Regions from separate parts of the Mus musculus genome. Here region 1 is linked to region 2. The links are chromatin contacts, called in public Hi-C maps. All regions are on one chromosome and are shown on one strand. Each heading gives the region's core, a stretch centred on a gene start, on an enhancer-like site or on the middle of the called end of the contact. The rest is flanking DNA. Distances are from core to core; before and after follow the strand shown.

Region 1 (2,700 bases), core at 63-2,562, 68 kb before region 2:
TGCCCTGTGTATTGAAATAAATGTGGAAAATGGGGAAGGGAGCTTGCTAGGATGGAGAAGGAATGCTAAGCATGAGTGGGGCATTGTTCTCAGCTTCTTTCTGCCCTGTTGCTCTTAAAGACACACACACAGCCCTATCCCGGGCCCCTACACTACACATCGAGGCAGTGTTTCTTACTTGCATGTCTGAGTGATTCAAATACATTCCCCCAGAAATCCCTGTACTTACAAGGGAATAATGAGTGGGGGGAAATGAGGGTCTGGGCTGTGCTAGTGGGTGAGGAGTTGGTTCTAAACACTCTCAGGGGAACTGAGTTGTTTGAGCTTCTTCTGCCTCAAAGCATCTAGTTGGTATTTCAATAAAGTGCTAACCAGACAAACATAAGGACCTAAGTTTGATTCTCAGAACCATGTTTAAAGAAAAGAATGTCAGTTCTAGGAAGGTAAGAGTCAGGCAGATGGATGGAGGCTCACTGACTCTCTAGTGTAGCTTATTTTGAGCTAGGTCCAGACCAATGAGACATTATGTCTCAAGAAGAAAACAGAGAAGACGGCTCCTGAGGAATGACTCCGACCTCTGCACCCAAAGAGAATGTTTTCTTCCCTCATTACCCTCTGATTCAAGTCATTGGCTACCACTAGATAGCTCCTCACCAGTACGTCTGCTGGGTATTCTTTGCTAGTGAGGAAGGAACATCATGGTACACCCTGAATCCTTGCCTTCCTGCTGGCTCACAAGGTGGCTTCTCCCATTTAGCGCTCTACACACACACACACACACACACACACACACACACACACACACACACACACACACATACACACACACATACACACACACACACACACACACACACACACACACACACACACACAAAGCCTGGTATACAGCTGACAGTGACAAATGTTGGCTGTATTGACAGTTCTGAGGTGACGATGTGAACGGCTTTTTGCCATTTCCAGGACCATGCATCCAGAGATGAGAATGGGTGTCCTCCTACAGGAGAAGGGATCTCTAGTGAGGGGAAAGAGAGGGCTAAGCTCGTTTGTGACCTAAGACCATCTCTCGGGGAAAGGACAAGCAAGCAGAATTGTACTCAGCAGATAATGGAAGTTCCTCTAGTGTCTACAATTCTTGTGGATCAAGACAGCTGATTGATTGTATGGTAGACTTCATTTCTCAACAGTCTCGTACACTTTCCCCGTCTGTTTCAGCCGCTCTTTTCTAGGCCAACTCCCACTAGGCCAGCTTCCTCGCCTCCTGCCAGCTGCTGGCCACACGTAGAGGAACATGAATGAGGCTTAATGCTTCTCCACTCTCACTGTGATTTCCAGTGCTTAGTGATTGCCAAGTCCGTAAAGGCCCTCTGTCTAGGCTAATATTAGACGTCATTTTCTCTGTCCATTGTTACCCTTCCATCTTCTGATTGGCACCTGAAGTGGACGGGCATGGGCAACTGCTGCTACCAAGAGGCCTTAGCTTTCTGGAGGACATTTAAGTAATCTCCAGATGAGGTCTTTATTTGACATGACCAATTAAGCAAGCAGCTGCTTATTCAGAAGCAGATCTGAGATAGAGCAATTTAATTAGCTTCTGTCTGTTGAGCCCTTAGTAGAAGCCACAGCTCGAATATATGGTATTCTTTGTTTAGTTATAAATGGAGCCCCCTCCCTTGGCAGAGAAATCCTCTCATCATATATACCCCAAGAAAACAGACAGTAAATCTGTTGAAAGTATAAAGTATTGGGGGTTGGAGAGATGACTCAGCAGTTAAAAGCACTTACCATCCTTTCAGAGGACCTGGGTTCGAATCTAAGCACCCATGTGCTTAGATTAGACTCGCACCATCTGTAACTCTAGTTCCAGTGAATGTGATTCCCTCTTCTGGCCTCTGCCTGCACCAGCTGTGCACTGGGTTTACATACATGCATACGTGCAGGCAAAACACTAATACACATTTTTTTCCCCCCGAGACAGGGTTTCTCTGTATAGCCCTGGCTGTCCTGGAACTCACTTTGTAGATCAGGCTGGCCTTGAACTCAGAAATCTACCTGCCTCTGCCTCCCGAGTGCTGGGATTAAAGGCGTGTGCCACCACACCCGGCAAGAAATCTTTAAAAAAAAAAAATAAAATATTTGTCCACCATAACAATTCATTCATGAAAACTAGGACTCGGGGGAAGTAATATATATATTTAAAAATTTTTTTTAAAAAAATCTGTATCTATTTAATGTATGTGTGTTTGCATGATGTGTGCATGTATATGTAGGTGTGTGTATGTGTTATGTGTGTGATGTGTGTATGTGTGTCCTTGTATATGTGTTAAGACATACATGTGGAGGTTAGAGGACGATTTGCAGGAATTGATGTCCTGGATCCACCCGTGGATCCTGGGGTTGGAACTCGGGTGTCAGGTTTGGTGACAAGTGCCTTTTACTTACTGAGTCACCTTTTGGGCCCATATGATACTGTCTTTATTTTTTCTTTTCTTTTTTTTTTTTTAACTTTTTCTTCTTTTTTCTTTTTTTTAAGATTTATTTATTTATTATTATATGTAAGTACACTGTTGCTGTCTTCAGACTACTCCAGAAGAAGGAGTCAGATCTCATTAAAGATGGTTGTGAGCCACCATGTGGTTGCTGGGATTTGAACTCAGGACCTTTGGAAGAGCAGTCGGTGCTCTTAACCACTGAGCCATC
Region 2 (2,730 bases), core at 159-2,658:
GGTGCTGTAAATCAAAAAGTGTAATCTTTTCCCCAAATCTCTCTAACAGTTAATTATGAACCCACTGAACTTGCTTGAACTGCTATTTTGGAAATAACTCAAAGGAACTATTTTTTTTTTCTTTCTTCTAATACAAATTGGTTACATTATAGATAATCATGTGTTTAAATAAACCTTTATCTTTCTAATTATTTGCACAGCACGGTTCCTAATTGCCTGGGGTCACTGAAATCTCAGGGCATCCCTGGAAAAGCTTTTCTTGTCTATCTCATCAGATTTCCTTTCTCTTCTTGGAAGCCAATTTCTCTTCCTTTTTTCAAATTGCCCTTTTAGCAATAGAAATGATGATTGGGATAGTAACGTGGCCCAGTTAAAATTATTCTGACTTGTAGAAGTCAGTGAAAGGAGTCACTGAAGACCTACTTAAATTCTTTGATGAACTCACAGAATGTTATTTCTGATACAAACCAGTGGCATGAGACCTCCCCGAGTGAGCCAAAGGACTCTTGGGAGCTGCAGAATTAAAAATTTTTATTTTGGGGGCGGGGGGAGTCAAATGCACCTAGACAGAACTACTTACCACAAATTAATTTTGCTTACTAAAGTCGAGGTTGAAACAGATGCATCACTCATTCTGTTATCCTATTGTTACTGCGAGTGTTTTGAAATTTAGGTCAAGATTCAAAGATGGTGATTTCACCATTAAGCTTCAGGGATCAGAGAGGTAATAGACACATTATGTTATATGCATCGAATATCACCTGAACCGAACCAAACCGAACCAAATCAAATCAACTCAAATCAAATCACTGTAAAGCTAGTTTTTGGCTTTGGACCCCATCTCTAAGGAGTCTCATCTCAGTCTTCCCTCTTCTTCATCTTGGACTGGAAAGAGGCCCTGGAATCTAGACCTTGTGTGTAATCCCGAGGCTAGTGACCAACCAGGTCAGTATCCTGGAGGTCATTATCGTTCTCTTTTCTGAAATATCCTGACCACGAGGGTCACTGACCCTCATGAGGACATGGAATTTGTGTTTTGCTCACTGTGGGATCTCAGGACACAAAGTTCAAAAGCCTGACAAGGGCTCGTTCGCCTTGTTTGGCTTTTCTTGTTTGTTTAGGTTTTTTTTACTCTCTCCATTTCCTCCTAGCCTGGTGAAGCACGGTGGGTTCACAGCCTGGTTGTTCTTGTAGGGGACTTTGGGGCTTTACAGGTCTCTCTCTGATCCAGAAAACCACAGAGGCCAAAACTCAGAAGGTTCTGGGCGGACACATGCCACGCCCATAAACACGCCCATCTCCCCGCCCCCCGCCCGGCGCCATCCGCAGCCGACCTGGCTGTGAGGCCGGGGCGCCCCCCAGTGACCGTAGGGGAGCTTTGCTCCGGGAGGCGGCGGAAGTGGCTTTGGGTTCTGGTCGCACGGATATGGTGGAGGAGGTGCGGCAGGAGCTCTCGGCGCTGGCCGCGATCTTCTGCGGGCCCAACGAGTGGGAGATGTTGAGCTGTTCAGGTGAATACCCTGCCTCTCACCCTGCGGCCACTGCGGGGAGTCGGGGACCCGGTGTCTTGTGGCCCTGGACAGGAGTAGGAGGGGACTGGGGGGTGGGGTTGGCCTGCGCTTGCAGTGCCCTCCCCTGAGCTCGCCCTCTCCGCCCCCCTACCCCGTGCTCTCCCGCAACTAGACGGTGCGCAGTGCCCTCCTCGTGAAACCCAGCTCCTCCAAATAGTCGGCATCCACCATAAGCATTTGTGTATCACGTCCCTGACAACAGGACGCTGTAGTTGGTTGTCAGCCACGTGGAAGGCAGTCAGGAAATGCTTGTTAAGGTTTGAACTCTCCAGAGTTAATTGCCTTTGACTTTATTATTAATTTTTTTTGTTGTTTTACTTAAAAATATTTTTATTTTTACGTTTTCCAGGCTGCTGAAAAATGGCAGCCGATTCCAGACTTCTGCTGGACGCAGCATGGAGACCTTCTCTTCTAACCCAGGCAGGGCACCGACCCTCTGAGAGTTTATAGTCTGTAAAGCTATTACTATTGTTGTTATTATTAATTGTTTTAAAAAGCTAAAATTTCATTCTTGTCTTGGCTTCCGTTAAGGAACCCAGACGCTCCACTCACACACTTTTAAATTTTTTTTTGGCGTATGTATGAGTGTTTTGCATGCCTGTATAGACCTGTATGCTGAGTGTGCCTGGGAGGCCTGAATAGGACGTTCAGGGGCTAGGAGTTACCGAGGGTTTGAGAGCCTTGCCTTAAAGGTGCTGAGAACTGAACCCAGGGAATAGTCAGTGCTCTTAACCACTGAGTGCCCCCAATTTCCCCCTTTTGGGAAAATGTGCTGATGCAAATTATTCTCACCCTCGCTGAGCTGTCAAATATGTCATGTACATTTTGAGGTCAGTGAGAGCCATCCCTCTACTGTTACAATGTAACTACGATTGTAATGGCTTTTCTGACCATAAATTGGCTTAGCTCTAGGAAGACAGTGTGAGATGTGCTAGACCTAAGGAAGCTATATCTATGATTAGGAGGGCTTTGGGTTTCCATAAGATAAGTCAGTGACCCCTTTCTCCTATGCCTTCTTGCATGCACACATCTACAGATCTTTGTGGTGATTTGACGTTTCAGGCCATGTGAACTTTCTAGAAAAATGGAGTTGCTCTCTTCTTAAGTGCCTAGACCTGTCTTGTATATTTTTGAAACTTCCTTAAGACCCCTATGAAAG

Evidence for each region. A called contact is a pair of places that touch in the nucleus more often than the background predicts.
Region 1: a Hi-C map of the N1E-115 cell line shows a contact between it and region 2, with 3 times the contacts expected there. The contact joins the enhancer-like site here to the promoter of Rwdd3 in region 2. A contact is called at or near these places in 4 of 39 promoter capture datasets (embryonic stem cells, hippocampal neurons and liver), 2 of 15 datasets of contacts at CTCF or cohesin (CD8 T cells and pro-B cells), 33 of 484 Hi-C or Micro-C datasets (the AtT-20 cell line, the C2C12 cell line, DN3 thymocytes and 15 more), 7 of 115 datasets of contacts at active chromatin or transcription factors (astrocytes, embryonic stem cells, fetal liver and 3 more) and 3 of 9 other capture datasets (adipose tissue, liver and pancreatic islet).

Annotation. Positions count from the first base shown.
Region 1 is chr3:121,237,908-121,240,607 of GRCm38.p6, reverse strand. The region is part of intron 1 of Tlcd4 (TLC domain containing 4); the gene reads left to right. Among named protein-coding and RNA genes, the nearest start is that of Tlcd4, 24 kb to the left of the region's middle. Within about 2 kb of position 1,312, at least 59 of the 459 cell types and tissues checked have an H3K27ac peak or open chromatin away from gene starts, as enhancers often do. A contact at or near this core is called in the G1E-ER4 cell line, the N1E-115 cell line, astrocytes and 2 more, where this site is marked.
Region 2 is chr3:121,170,373-121,173,102 of GRCm38.p6, reverse strand. It overlaps Rwdd3 (RWD domain containing 3), which reads left to right and starts at 1,408. Exons shown (of 5, transcript NM_028456.3): 1 at 1,408-1,511. The coding sequence starts at 1,427.